Linked DNA regions of Mus musculus: region 1 is linked to region 2. A link is a contact called in public promoter capture Hi-C data. All regions are on one chromosome and are shown on one strand. The core of a region is the stretch at or near the end of the contact, and the rest is flanking DNA. Distances in the headings are between cores, read along the strand shown.

Region 1 (3,536 bases), core at 945-3,444, 5.6 Mb before region 2:
GAGTGCTGGGATTAAAGGCGTCTGACACCACGCCCGGCTATTTATTTATATAATGTATATGAGTACACTGTAGCTGTACAGATGGTTGTGAGCCAGCATGTGGTTGCTGGGAATTGAACTCAGGACCTCTGCTCACTCTGGCCCAAAGATTTATTTATTATTATATGTAAGAACACTGTAGCTGTCTTCAGACACTCCAGAAGAGGGTGTCAGATCTCATTATGGATGGTTATGAGCCACAATGTGGTTGCTGGGATTTGAACTCTGGATCTTCAGAAGAGCAGTCAGTGCTCTTAACCACTGAGCCATCTCGCCAGCCTGAAAGGTGGTCTTCTAAGCAGCCTCACCACAGCCTCCCCTCTCCTTGGGAAGCTCCATGGTAAGGGAATCCTACATGACTGACCCAAGCTCCAACTGACCCCAAGAGGGACCAGGCACAGAGAAGTCTTGTCTCTAAAAAGTTGATATAACCTTGGCATTATGAGTGGGCCAGTGTCATGTATATCTACTTGGAAACTTTCTTTTAATTTGTGCCTTTCCCCATTCTCGGCCCTACTCACTCCCAAGATAGAGGCGGAGCCCACTCTGACCCCAGAAGGTTAGGGAAGAAGTGAGGTTAAGAAGGTTAAGGGAAAGTTTGAGATGACGGCTCTGTATCTATTTTTGGTGAGCATGGTGAGAATACTAAGTCACATAATGCTTTGCCTCTGGAATTCCTCATCAGTATATCAATAGTGCTGTTCACCTGTAGAATTGGTTAATCCTTCTAATTTCCTGAGCTACTGACCAAGTATTCAGGCACCATGGTTTTACAAAATAGGAAAGCCTAACTGAGTAAGACCATTCTAAGGCTACAGAACAGGTTTCGAAGGTTACTCAGGTCTTCAAATTTATGCAGCAAGAACTTTATTCACTGAGCCATTCCTCTAAATGGATTTCAAACTTTAAAACTGCTACCCACTTTAAGAAATATCTCAGAAGCCTGATATGGTGATGTACTCCTGTCATTGCAGCACTTGGGAGGCTAAAGAAAGGAGGGCTAATTCAAAGCCACCCTGTGCACTTCAGAAAAAAAACAAAACAAAGCTAATCTTAGGAAGAACATACATCTATCTCCCTGAGGCAAATTTAAAAACAAAACCAAGTTGTGGCAGTATAGGGGCGTTCATCACTTTGAGAATGAGGCAAAAAGAGTGTTTGTTGTTAGTTCAATGTCAGCCTGAGCTACAGAGTGAATGCCCAGATAGCGTGGACTACAAGATGAGACAAAAACAAACAAACACCCAATGATTTCTTTTAAAGTCTATATTTTCTATTTCTTACAGTTTACTTCCTCGAAAATATGCTCACTAGCATCCACTCATAGACTTCCACTATTGGGCTGTCCAGAATTTTAAGGGTCCAGTGTCTTAGACTCCCTGGAGAGTCAACTGCCATTATACTGCCTCACATTTTGAATGTATTATTCCCATGTTTGTTCTTCTTAATCTTTTATCAGCTGTTTCCACAAACAACTCGAGGATTCCAAATGTACTCGGTGTTAACGGTAGTGTAGAGAGCAAGCTTTGAAGAGATGCTGGCCTGGGTTTAGGTTATCACCTGCTCCACCATTTGCCAGTGATCTTCCTTTAGACACTCAACTTCCTCCTCTGTATAACGGGCATCATTGACCTGAGGCGTGTAAAGACTTCCTAGTGTTCACTTTCGAGTGGGTGCCGTGTAAGATGATTTTTAAGGTGGCACTTCTCAGACTAACAGCATCCATCCACAGCATTCTGGAAGTTGACAGAAAAACCAACTCTTGGTCCGTGCCTCAGAAAGACCCAAGGGTGGGTCAGAGCAGTCTGTTCTAACCAGTCTTCCAGGTAATTCTGACGCTGGGTTGTGTCTGGGACTCGGACTGAGCACAAAGCCTGCCAAGGTGCGGGGAGGGGAGGTGAACAATCAGCACCTTGACCTGTAGGACTTGGGCGGCGACAAAAGGCAAAGCAGTTGGGTACAGATTTGGCTCTGGCTCCAAGCTTTTCTGCAGTGTAGCCCGCCTCACACGGTCGCTGATTGGTGGAGTCTCATGTGGCGGCTCGCCAATCACCGGAGCGCAGGCACAGACGCGGTCTAGCAGAGCCATACTCCTATTGGTTGGAGGCCGCGCCGAGAGCCGTGCGTACGCACTGGAGAGGCGTGGCACCAGCAGCCGTTGAAAAATGGCGACTGTTACGGAACTGAAAGCTGGTGAGTGCATTGAGGGGATGCTCGGTTGCGGGAAGCGTCGAACCTTCCGTATATGATAGGGATGGGACAGAAGGAGAGCGCGCGGGACATCGGCTCATCTTTTTCCAGGGTCGTTCTAGGGTGGCAGGGCCCACCAGGGGCGGCCTTTGCGCATGCGCTATGTTAGGGCCAGCCTTTGAGCTGGAGGAAGGGACTGGTATCTGTTGTCCCCTCAGGACCTCTGGGTATCTCTTAGAACCCTACTGAGCAGACAGCGCCCAAAGGCCTGCGTTCCGAGCTGACCACGACAACACCACAGCCACGATTTGGTGACAGACACACTTCCCAATGATTTGCACGGCTAGCCCATCCGGACGACAACGTATGGCTAGGTCCTCCTTGTCCTTTGGCAGAAACCTGAGACAGAGTTGTCCATCCTGGCGGCTCTTCAGGATTTTTCGGAAGAGGTTTTCCAAAATGGTTGGTTGTGTGCAGGGTGCATGCAGGTTCCATCCCCAGGACTACAAAACAAGGAGTAGACATCAATAACGCGTGTATACTGTTAACTCTGAATAGTAATTAGAGTTAACGTTTGAGTTGTAATTGGAGTTAAGGTTCAGTATGTGATTCTATCAGACCCTTAACAACTCATCCAACTTGATTCTGTGTAGCAACGCTATGTCCATTTCATACATGAGAGTTGGAATATTTCATCCACGATAATTTAGATAGAAATCGACTCGTGTGGAAACCCCATAAGGTGCACTGGCTTAATCATGCCATTCTGCTTCCCGTAGAATAAACCTAGTTCTGAGTGTCAAGGAATTCAGAGACTAAGCCAACGGTAATGGAAATCTGGAGAGAACCAAATGGAATAGTTTGGAGACTAAGATGTAGTAACTATTGACTGCATATGTATTGGGGACACTGCTGGTGAGCATTCCAAAAGCAGACATACCTCAGTCCCCAGGAGGGACTTCACATGAGTCAATGAGCTGTTCTGGGGATGGGAGTATACATAGTACATGTATATTGTATAAACTTTTCATAGGATTTCAAGATAAAGTCTATGGAAAAGAAGTTGGGTTAAGACCAATTCCTGAAGGCATTTTTATAATAATAGCATTGTAAGCATAAGACTACAAGTAGCAAAATGATAAAAGAGCCCAGAGGTTATCCCTACAAATTGAGGGGGACCTCCTTATATATGTTCTTCTGCGTTCTCTGGTTCTTGGTATGCTTTGTGTCTGAGAGAAAAGTAATAAAAACTTGTTCCTAATCAGTGATCTTACATTTTCTGGGCTTTTACTGGTCTAAAACCTCTT
Region 2 (3,398 bases), core at 156-2,655:
GGAAGTTCCTTGATGGGAAGCGTTCAGGCCAAGATGTTCTTGTTTTGTTGTTGATTTGTTTGAGTCCTGGTTGGCTTGGCCATGCCTCCAATTCGAAGAGATCCTACTGCCTCAGCCTCTGCCTCCGCCTCCCAAATTCTGGGATTAAAAAGGCATGTGCTACCCCCCCCCCCCCAAGTCAGTTGGCGCTTAGGCCTTAAATCAATCAGATTTTCCCTCTTCAAATTTCTTGTATTGAAAAGTTCGCTTTTAAAAAAATTTGACTCCTAAAACTTAGAAAGGTAGACGCAGGAGGATCAGGTGTCCATCAAGCACCATGAAAAGTTCCAGGCCAGCTTGGACTACCCGAGAGACTCTTTCCCAGTGGACGATCGTGGCCAACCTGATCTCCTAGAGAGGAAATAAATGAATGCTGGGATAGGTGAGAGCCGAAGGACTACACTTTGCCTTATTGGATCTAGGGTGCAAAAGAGTTAAGTTTCCCACGTATTTGCCCGGGTGAGAATCCCGGGGCCGGTTACGGGCCGTAAAACGGCGCCGCGCCTTGGGCTCCTTGTCCAGCCCAGTTCCCGCGAGCACCCCTACCCTCAGCCGGAGCCCCGCGGCCCTGGGCTGCGCTCCGCTGCCTCACAGAGGAGACCCCGGCGCCCCGCTCCAGCAGGGCTGGCGGGCGGGCGGCCGGCGCGCGGGGTGGGTGCTCCTCGGTGGCGGCGGGCGGGCCGCTCCCTGCTCCGCCTCCCGCTCCGCCTCCCGCTCCGCCCGCCGCCCGCCCTCGTCTCGTTCGCTCCGCTCTCGCCCCCCATGCGGATGTGACATTTCACGCCGCCGCCATTTTGAGAGCGAGCTGAGCCGAGCCGAGCCGCCGGGCGCCGCGTCCGCTGCCGGAGCCCCGACGACGACGCCGAGGAGGCGGAGGCCTCAGCGCCCCGAGCGCGGCCAGCCGGTCACCCGCCCGCGCAGCCTCAGCGGTCGCCGCCGCAGCCCACACCCGGGCCCGCAGGCTCGCCGCGGCCCGCCCGGCCTCCAGCCTTCCGCGCCCGGTCCGAGGCGGGGCTGACTACGCGGCCCCCGCCCGGCCGCCCTCCGCCCCCGGCCGGCCCGCGGCCCCGCAGCCCCGGCCCCGGCGGCGGGAGGCGGGCCCTGCGGCGGCGGCGGCGGCGGCGGCAGCGGCGGCCGCAGCGAGCGAGGAGGCCGCCCGGCTCGGCCCGCCGCCGCCCGCCCGCCTCGGCGCCGAGATTGGGCGAATCGCGAGCAAGTACGTGCGCGTCTCCCTGCCGCCGCCGCCGCCGCCGCCGCCCGCCGCGGGCCGCCCCGGGGCCGCCGCCGCCGACGACGCGCGGGTAGGAAGAGGAGGAGGCCGCCCCGCCGCCGCCGCCGCCGCCGCCTCTGCTAGCAGCCGCCCGCCCGCCGGGCCCGCAGCCCGGGCCTCCGGCCGCAGGCGAGGCCCAGGCCGCGGCCGACATGAACCACCAACAGCAGCAGCAGCAGCAGCAGAAAGCGGGCGAGCAGCAGCTGAGCGAGCCCGAGGACATGGAGATGGAAGGTGAGGCCCGCAGCGGGGCCGGCGCTTTCATTGTGGTCCGGGCGGCCGCGGGAGCCACGCGAGGGCCTCGCCATCTTTAACCAGGCCGGGCTGCCGCTCGGCCCCGCTCGGCCCGGCGCTTTTGCCGGGCCGGGGCTGCACAGTCATGCGGCCCGGCGGGGGGTGGCCCCGGACCCCCGAGTTCACGCATTGTGCAGCGCACGGGCTGCTGGGCACAAAGCGCCGGAGTCGTAAATTAGGATCGAGGTGTGTTGGCTCCGGGTACCCAGGTTGGGAGGCGGGCCCCGGGGACCGTCCTCTTTCCGGGGTGTGTGGCTCTGGCCAGGCTGGTTGGGCCTGCTCCCCGGCCCCTGAGCTCTTGGGGTGGGTATGGGAGCGGGTGCGCAGGTTCCCCTGCACCTGCTTCTGAACGCGCCCCCGGAGAGCCTCCCCCCAATAACTTCCGAGCGCTCTGCCGGGCGTCGCGCTTAATTGCGGAGACACCTGCAAGGCGCGCAGCTGCCCTCAGCCTTTGGACTTGCTGGGAAAGTACTCAGGTTCGCCTAGTTTATAAGTTACCTGGGCTTGTGGAGGAGTTTGGGTACCTGGCTGTAGGTGGTGCCGTCCACGTCCGGCTAAAAAGTGTGCTTGAAACTATGGAGTTCCGCCGCACATGGCTGGCCTACTGCAGAAGCAGATTAAGTTCTGGAGGTAACTATGTTTTCTACCGGAGCCGCAGGAATTTATCTTGGTACTGGATTTTATACTGTTTGTAGAGCTTCGCTATCAAGGTTTGCTGTGAAAGCGCAGTGGAGGGACTCTGGCTTCGGGATCTCATGCTGGGTTGGTCATTTTCTTTTCTTTTGACTTGGTACTTTAAGTGAAGGCAGTATGCGCGGTTACCTGCCCTAAAGGGGTCAGACAGGCAGGAATCCCAGTGAGGGGCAATGAATGGACCGTTCAGCAAGTGATAGTGGCTTTCATAAATGAATGAAGGTTCCTAGGAAGTTGGGGTAAAACTGTATTTGTTGTGTATGATGTAGCATGCTCTAGGCTAGGAATACTGACTCTTGACCCCCCCTGTGAATAACTTGATGGTGATCAGTGGGAATCAAACAATTGTCTGACCATGCAGCAGAGGGAAAAAGGCCCTAGGGGGCCGGGGGAAGGGGGAAGCTGAAGTTCATGCCAAGGACTAGGCTGTTTCTCTTGGCCTCAGCAAATCAGTAATTTCAGAGTGTCTGGCAAGTGCGATTAAACCAAATAGCTGATGGAACTCACCTTTGGGAGATTAGTGTACTCCTTTTATGCTATAATTTCATGCACGTCTAAAGTGGAGAGTTGCTCGGAACGTGAACATCCGTTTTCCTTTCAAGTCTTCCTCACTGCTCCTCTAGGGCTTTGTGAGAATAAGATTGGACAGCGCTGGGGGGGGGCATATTTCTGATACAGACTGTATCTGGAAAAATGTCTATGTCCAAAGTTTTGACGAGATTAGGGTGGTGGAAGATCTTCACAGGTTTTTTTACCCATGATATCCTGGGCTTCATGCTTGCTTCCCAGAGTTTTCTCGTGAAACTTTCATTTTCTATCAAAGTTAGTATTTGAGTTTTAGTGTTTAATGGGTGTTGTGGCTTTCAGTTTTCTATTCTTGCGCTAATTCTGTAGAAAATGCAGTCTTTCAGGGCTGTGGCCATGTGAGCTAGTATAGTGCTTTGGTGTGGGAGTGCACGTTAGACAGTCTTATTTTAGCTTTGCACTCCGCAAATAGGGTACTGTGCTGTTGTCAATTAGGATCAGGAAGGGTTGATAACTTCTTCCAAAGTCCAGAATAGCCGAATTTAGAGTTAACAACTTCGGTAGGTCTCACAAGCCG

The links. Promoter capture Hi-C pulls out the DNA fragments that hold promoters and counts their contacts.
Region 1: a contact with region 2 is called in a promoter capture Hi-C map of pre-B cells. The contact joins the promoter of Cep20 here to the promoter of Usp7 in region 2. A contact is called at or near these places in 1 of 39 promoter capture datasets (pre-B cells) and 1 of 484 Hi-C or Micro-C datasets (CD8 T cells).

The regions. Positions count from the first base shown.
Region 1 is chr16:14,315,990-14,319,525 of GRCm38.p6, reverse strand. Cep20 (centrosomal protein 20) reads left to right here and starts at 2,194. Exons shown (of 5, transcript NM_025345.2): 1 at 2,194-2,232. The coding sequence starts at 2,205.
Region 2 is chr16:8,736,349-8,739,746 of GRCm38.p6, reverse strand. Usp7 (ubiquitin specific peptidase 7) reads left to right here and starts at 1,405. Exons shown (of 31, transcript NM_001003918.2): 1 at 1,405-1,543. The coding sequence starts at 1,462.